Regions from separate parts of the Mus musculus genome. Here region 1 is linked to region 2. Evidence: chromatin contacts called from public HiChIP or PLAC-seq data. All regions are on one chromosome and are shown on one strand. Each heading gives the region's core, a stretch centred on a gene start, on an enhancer-like site or on the middle of the called end of the contact. The rest is flanking DNA. Distances are from core to core; before and after follow the strand shown.

Region 1 (3,806 bases), core at 943-3,442, 64 kb before region 2:
CTGACCTAAAGGTAGCCATAAAACAGGCATGCCCATTACATAAGCTAAGCTTCCAGACTGAACCCCAGCTACCGAGTCTACGCAAAACTCAAACTCAGTTGTATCTATGCCGTTTTCCCAGACAAAGCTACTCGCAAAAAAAAAAGGGAGGAGGGCAGTTTATCATCCTAAACACACGAACTTACTATGTAACCACAAAAGTAAAAGAATGAAAATACAAATTTAGACTATAATAAAATTCTCCAATGCTTCTCCCCATAAAAAATAATATTCTATCTAAAAGAAATAATTTATTTAGAATGACTGATTTCTGCCCTCTGCCCTTACAGAGTGGCTCCACCCACTCAAAGTCTTTATAGGACACAGCTTCAGTTTTGAAGGGAAAAAAATGTAGTATTTTATACCTTCTTTCAAAGTTTAGACAAAAGTAAACTCCAACATTATCTGAAGAGATTTTGAGAGAAAAAAATAGTCTCAACTAGTTACCTCCATCAAAAGCAAAAGAGACAATATAATAAATTAAAACTATTAACACTATTTTAAGTATCATCCATGGTTGAGCCCAATAAGGAAAAGCAACCCAAAGAAAGAATTCAAATCAAATTATATCACTTAGAGACACAAACAGAAGTGGGTAAGATTTGAGAAGTAAAACAAGTATCAATGATAAAATTACGTGGCTTTTTTTTTTTTTGCAAACACTTAGAAAGGGAACAATGTCTTTTAAAAAATATAAAGTTACCCAAAGCTGACAACTTGAAAAGCACCTTCAATAAACTGGCAAGATTTCTATTTCCTAAGCCATTCTGAAAATGTTGATAATTTTCAGAAAGTTCATAATCTAAATCACCTGGCCATGCTATAGCAAATAGACACAAATGACAGAGAATTCTTACCAAAGAAAAAATGAAAATTTAAGTCTCTACCACAATCCTTCAGATTTGTCAAAAGGCACAACACACATGCAGACAGACAGAAAAGATGACATATAGGACTAACTGTGCAATCTTATAAACCCGACACGCAATAGCAACAATATGCACAAATGCTTTTCTTCTCTCCCCCCGTAACTATGTTCCACTAAATTATCTAAAAGTTTATAAGTGAAAACGCAATAAAGTAAATATTGCTGACAATGCTATTCACAATATTTATCTCCAATGACATCACTAAAACACACAGGGTGTAAAATACAGAGATTCTGACAAAGAAAATACAGGGCGCATTTCACTCATTAAGCATAGCTGGTGGTTTACATACTTGAGTGATTTTAAAACTCTGTATTAAATGAAAACTATTTCATTTCAAACAAGGTTTGATTTTTTTTTCTAATAAAGCGCTGCACACACGAACACAGGCAAAGCAGGAACAGATTTAAAAAAAAAAGAAAAAAAAAACGATCACTGTAATACTAACACAATGGAAAAGGGCAAAATGACAAGGTTAACTAGAAGAGAGGCACCTTCCCCATCACAGCTCTTCTCTACCCCTCACGCCGGTTGTAGCCCTGCTGCACCCCACTCTATAACCTCACACAATTCAGGCCACCGGTCGGGTCGACTCCCTGACAGGTACCTGCACCCTGCCCCGCCGCAGGGGGACACCACTCACTGCTCACGGGTGTGTGAGTCAGGGAAGAAGGAGGGGAAAGAAAGCCAGCCGGGGTGAGTCGGGGAGCGTCGCCGGGGAGGGGGCTCGGCGGGGCGCTGGCCGTCGACTGCGGCCGGGGGCTGGCGGAGAGGTGGGCTGGGCGGGAAGGGGCCCGCCGGGACGCCCCGAGGCCAGCGTCCTCCCCGGGGCCCGCGCACTCACCACCTGGTAGCGACCAGTCCCCAGCTGGTGGTGATCCATCCTGCCCGCCTCGGGGTCCGGCTTCCGAGCGGGCGTGTCCCCTCGGCGCTCAGCTCCCTCGGCCTCCCGGGTCGACGTCGTCGCCGCCGCCGCCGCAGAGCCTCTTCCGCCGCCTCGGGTTCTGCCGCCGAGGTCGCCTGGCGGGGCCGCTTCACTTCCTGTCGCTCCCTCGGCTCCAGCGGAGAGCTCCGCGTCGCTCGCCGATCGGCGCCGGAGCTCCGGGGAGCCGCGCGCGCTACTGAGCATGCTCGGCGCGGACGCGCATGCTCTCTGGCTCCGCCGGCGTCCCATCCGCCGCCCGGCTCCGGAGGTGTCCCTAGGTGGGAGGAGATGGAAGAGTCAGGCAAGTCCCCGGGAGCCCTCTAGGTTGTCATCTAGTCGACAGTGGGCGGTGGCAACCGAAGCGGAAAAGAAAAAAAAAAAAAAAATCGTCCCACTTGATTGGATTTTCCTGTGAGGGCAGGTTTCACTGTGGGGCGAGAGGATGCATCGTCACTGCGGAGGGTGGAGGCGCTGCATTCCTAGAGCACCTGAGGACAGGTCGCCCTTTTATTAGTCCCCAGCCTAGAGCATCTCAAAGAGATCCATCTCAGGACAGGCCTAAAAAGGCGCTCATTCGAAATCATTAATGAGGTAATGAATTACCAAATACCAGGGACATATACATATACAAAGACCACATATACATATATAAAATCAGCTTTAAAGTCACAGTAAAATTTCGAGGAAGGAAAAAAAAAAGACAGTCTTGCTTCTGAGCACGCGTAGCCTTCCTCAGTAGAACAGCTCATTTGTGACAAATGTTAAACCCATTTGACAGCGTACCATTGTCAATCACTTAGAATCCATAATAGATTGCATTGGAGTTCATTTTGAACATTGTACGTTGTAGGAGTTCTGACAAATATACCCTAACTATTATATATCATACTGAACAGTTTCATTACTCTGAAAATCCTGAATAGGGCTTTACCCTCCTCTTTCTTTTGCCCCCTTGTTTCTAAGAGATTTACAAATTCTTCAAACATATTCTGATGACATACAGAGAAAGAGGCCTTTAGAAATAGGAAATGGGAAGGACAGAAGAAAATAATGAAGTGAGGTAGGATTTTTGTGTGTGTGCTAATAATACTCAGATATTCCTAAGATAATGGTAAAGAATCAGTTTTTGTGGCGCATCATAATACCCTGTGACACCTCTCTCTCCTCTCCTCTCCTCTCCTCCCTCCTTCTTTCTCCTTCTTTCTTCTTCCTTCTTCTTTTTCTTTCTTCTTCCTTCTTTTTCTTTCTCTTTTTCTCCTTTTTCTTCTCCTTTTTCTTTCTTTTCTTTTTCTTTTCTTCTTTTCCTTTTCTTCTTCTTCTCCTTTTCTTCTTCATCTTCGTCTTTGTCTTCTTCTTCCTCCTCCTCCTCCTCCTCCTCCTTCTTCTTCTTCTTTTCTCTCTCTCTCTCTCTCTCTCTCTCTCTCTCTCTCTCTCTCTCTCTCTCTCTCGGCACAGAGCATGTTTCTCTAACAATTAGAAGACTATGGCAGACCAGCAAAAGGTACCTTTTAACCCAAACATCTGCTTCTTGTACCCTGAGATCTGTGGCCCTACTCGATCTGGCCCAACTGTTCTTTTTAAGATAATCAAGCCCTTTCCCCATAACTGTTCTTACTATGGAGATCTCCTGGGGATCCGGGGAGGGAAACCTGGAGACCATCTCTCACTTTGCTTCATACATGTGCAGATGAGATTGCCGAAAGAAAGGAAGCCAGATGAGACTGGTACAACTGGCCAGATCCAACAAAGTTCAATAAACTTTGTATAGTTGTAGCTAGAAAAGTTAAGTCTTTCTGATATTTTTATTTTTCAGATGATTTATCAGATCTCTATTAGGATCATCTTAAAATATCTAATATTAGCATTGCCAGACCAGAAATAATAAAAAGCAATTGGTGTTGTCATACCTAATT
Region 2 (4,131 bases), core at 1,129-3,628:
GGGGATGGGGAATGGAGGGATGGACTCTAGGAGGAGGGACAGAGGCCAGGGCAGTCATCATGGGGAGTGGGGCGCAGGGAGAGAAATAGAGAAAGGTTGCTCAAAGAAAGAAGAGATGGAGAAGGAGAGAACAGAGACCAAAATGTCTGGATTATATAGGGAAGAGTCTCTGGGGAAAGGAAGTCTAGACTCTGGGCTGGAAAGTTCAGGGTGGAGGGCAGGGTATATCTGGCAGGGACTGAGGAATCTGGGAGAACCTGGAGCCCAGGTGTACTGGCTGGTTTTGTGTCAACTTGACACAGCTGGAGTTATCACAGAGAAAGGAGCTTCAGTTGAGGAAATGCCTCCATGAGATCCAACTGTAACACATTGTCTCAATTAGTGATCAAGGGGGAAAGGCCCCTTGTGGGTGGTGCCATCTCTGGGCTGGTAGTCTTGGTTCTATAAGAGAGCAGGTTGAGCAAGCCAGGGGAGGCAAGCCAGTAAGGAACATCCCTCCATGGCCACTGCATCAGCTCCTGCTTCCTGACCTGCTTGAGTTCTAGTCCTGCATCCTTTGATAAGCTGAATAAACCCTTTTCTCTCCAACCTGCTTCTTGGTCATGATGTTTATGCAGGAATAGAAACCCTGACTAAGACACCAGGTCTGCTTTGATATATAAAATATGCACCCCAGTTCTCTTGTCCAAGGGTCTGAAACCAATCAATTACCTTTAACAAGGTCCCCTACTTCATATGACATAACATTTACCATTTCTTACATAAACTTCAGTAATTTTTAATATTGCATCAAATGCAACCAGCTATCACCATAAGTCACCTTTTCCTCCTCATGGGTATCGCTGTTTTTAACTGTTAGGAATATAAAGTGCACAGAGACCACCACCTTACTCCTGTGGTATACCCAAAGCTGTGCCCACAGCTTGTAACTGGAATCTGATCAGAAACAAGCAGGAAAACCTACATTTGAGGGTCACACCTTTAAAATAATTGTCCCATACACTTCAATGTCAGCTTTTACGGACTATAATAAAGTTCTTGGCTCTCCTTAATATAAGAAAGAAAATTGACTTGAAAGATGAACATACATGATCGTGACTTTCTTTGGCTGTATTTGCCACTGTCAGAACCATCAGTGAAATCTGCAGCAAGGTTGTTCATATGTGGTAGTTCTGTATCGGTGTTGATCACAACGCTTTTATAAGAGTGATGTAGTTACAGAAGAAGCTGTCCTTGGTTTTAGCAAATGTCCACTGAGCCAGGTAGCAGTGAAAAAGCATCATATCTACAATTTTCTCTTAAATGGTTCTTAGATATGTACGCGCACACACACACACACTCACACACACAGAGGGAGAGAGAGGTGAGAGAAAGAAAATGAATGAATGCAAGAAAAACAAAGAAGTCTGCAAATGCAACAAAAGTTACCATTGGGAATCTAGGAGAAGCTATTCTAAAGTCTTTCTCCTGGTCTTGAAACGTTTCATAAACGCAGAATTGTGTTAAATGTGAGGAGCAGTGCCTAGTCTTGAATGTCCTCACTGCCATACCAAACACTCAAACTCTCACACGCAAACTTCTACGTCATCATCAGTTTTTAGTTACTGGTAAATTTTCTATATAGATTTATCCCCCCCCCCATCCCACTTTTTCATCTCAGGATTTGTGTTCCTCTTCTCCTTAATGTGTGCTATTTCCCTAGGGCAGATGATGCTCATTTTTAAACATATGGCGATATTCACTTTCTGCCAATCACTTACAAAAATACAGCAAAATAGACCAGTCCTTGCAATAAGCTAAAATAAGCTATGAAAACAAGGATGAGTCATGGGTTTTAGGAGCCAGCAGCTTTGGTTGGTCACTCATTCAATGCACGACCTTGGGCAGGGCAGGGGACTCATTAGCTGTGTCCTAGTCTCCTCATGATTGATCCCACAGGGCTTATGTTGCAGCGTTCAAAGGGTAAATGTGCGTGTGTGTCTCTTTGACTCTCTGTGATTTAGGTTTTAAAGAAGTTACCTCCAATAAGCATCCTTATAAATAGCACTCTCCTGCAAAAGCCCCCTCTTGGCATTTTGCCTGCAGATTTAGAACTGCACGTGCTTTTCATGAAGCTCAAAACAGGTCCAGGATTGGGCTGCTGAGTGCTTCCTCTCTGTGGACACTGCCAACAAATATTACTAAAGGAAATGAGATATTATCAAAGTGGTTCAATAAGCCATTAGTATTTTCCCTTTACATTTCTAGGCTGGAAATACCTTTTCCCCCCATTTAAGGTTTTACCCTCTCTATCAAACACTATCTTTGTCTGCCTGGCATCTGTTATTCTCTGGCACCATAGAGCAACCTTCCTTCTGGGAACTGCCACCCTCAGCTTAACTCACAGGACTTGGATGCAGTTGCCTTCAGAGGATGGAGTCTATGACGTAAATAAGACATGGCTGAGTCTACAGTGATCAGCTCATCCCTGTTTCCCACCTATCATCCAAAAATGCGGAGGAATATCAACTTAGTGTTATTCTTATTATAGTGTATTTCACATTTGTTCAGTCAAACTTAGCCAGAGTTCCAACGCCCTACGTAAAATTCAACTAGAAAGTTACCTACCAAGTACTAATTAGCATTATAAAGTCAGAGCCTACTGCTCCAGGCTTTTCAGTTAGTTGTTTACTAAGATAAGAAAGGACAGTCTTAGCCAGATACAGTTTACCATAAGAAAAGTTAAGAAATCCCACGAAAGCAAGTTTTTTCTTTAGCCCTAGATTCAAGGCAGAACTATTGAGCATAGATAATTTTCCCCCCTCAGGCCAGCTTTTTCTTTTTTTAAATTTTGTTAATAAAAGGGAGGAGATGTAGTCTCCCCTCCCCCAGCCTGAAACCTGCTTGCTCAGGGGTGGAGCTTCCTGCTCATTCATTCTGCCACGCCCACTGCTAGAACCTGCGGAGCCACACACGTGCACCTTTCTACTGGACCAGAGATTATTCGGCGGGAATCGGGTCCCCTCCCCCTTCCTTCATAACTAGTGTCGCAACAATAAAATTTGAGCCTTGATCAGAGTAACTGTCTTGGCTACATTCCTTTCTCTCGCCACCTAGCCCCTCTTCTCTTCCAGGTTTCCAAAATGCCTTTCCAGGCTAGAACCCAGGTTGTGGTCTGCTGGCCAGACACAACAGCTCAGGAATGGGCGTCTAATACCAAAGACCACCAGTGCCTCTCATGTCTCGCAGCAACATTACTAAGAAATAGGGGCCTTTTCCACTGCAATTGCTAACACATGAGAAAGGAAGGTTGGTTTGCTACAATTATCTTGCTACTCAGAGGAAAGAACATTTTAATTTTTTATTTTTCTAAAGATTTTTTATTTTATGTATTTGAGTACACTGTAGCTGACATCAGACACATCAGAAGAGGCATCAGATCCCATTACAGATGGTTGTGAGCCACCATGTGGTTGCTGAGAATTGAACTCACGACCTCTGGAAGAGCACTCAGTGCCCTTAACCACTGAGCCATCTCTCTAGCCCCGGGAAAGAACATTTTAAAGTGTATTTTCATCCCAAGTAGATGGAAGGACGGAGAGAAAAGTCAGTTTCCAAATAACCGTTTAATCAACACAACTGAGTGTGCCTGCAAACACATACTGACACTTAGGTATGTGGGTCATAGATTTACCTTTCTTCCTCTTTCATCTTTTCTCCTCCCCCCCACACATCACTTATTGTCTTCTTAAATTGGCTGAGAAGGCTATAAGTCATTTGGTGTGTCTGATAGTCAGCTGGCTGCTTATTTTAGGTCTATTTTATTTAACATATTTCTATTTATTCAGTTTATTCAAGGGCCAGTGTTCCCAGCTGAAACTATGCACTTCTCATCTTTCTGTATGAATGGGCATGTCCACACAGCTGACCAAGGGGGTATCAGCAAAGGTGGTGTCTTAGCCAGGGATTCTATTCCTGCACAAACATCATGACCAAGAAGCAGTTGAGAAGGAAAGGGTTTATTCAGCTTACACTTCCATACTGCTGTTCATCACCAAAGGATGCAGGACTGGAACTCAAGCAGGTCAGGAAGCAGGAGCTGATACAGAGGCCATGGAGGGATGTTCTTTACTGGCTTGCTTCCCCTGGCTT

Evidence for each region. HiChIP or PLAC-seq counts read pairs in DNA pulled down with a chosen protein or histone mark.
Region 1: an H3K4me3 HiChIP or PLAC-seq map of embryonic stem cells shows a contact between it and region 2, with 19 read pairs. The contact joins the promoter of Ndfip2 here to the enhancer-like site in region 2. A contact is called at or near these places in 3 of 39 promoter capture datasets (hematopoietic stem and progenitor cells, liver and maxillary cranial neural crest), 8 of 484 Hi-C or Micro-C datasets (B cells, LSK cells, cerebellum and 5 more), 9 of 115 datasets of contacts at active chromatin or transcription factors (SST interneurons, embryonic stem cells, extraembryonic endoderm stem cells and 4 more) and 3 of 9 other capture datasets (adipose tissue, embryonic stem cells and liver).

Annotation. Positions count from the first base shown.
Region 1 is chr14:105,257,009-105,260,814 of GRCm38.p6, reverse strand. Ndfip2 (Nedd4 family interacting protein 2) reads right to left here and starts at 2,192. Exons shown (of 8, transcript NM_029561.5): 1 at 1,813-2,192. The coding sequence starts at 2,142.
Region 2 is chr14:105,192,613-105,196,743 of GRCm38.p6, reverse strand. No RefSeq gene overlaps it. Among named protein-coding and RNA genes, the nearest start is that of Rbm26, 17 kb to the right of the region's middle. Within about 2 kb of position 2,378, at least 11 of the 459 cell types and tissues checked have an H3K27ac peak or open chromatin away from gene starts, as enhancers often do. A contact at or near this core is called in embryonic stem cells, where this site is marked.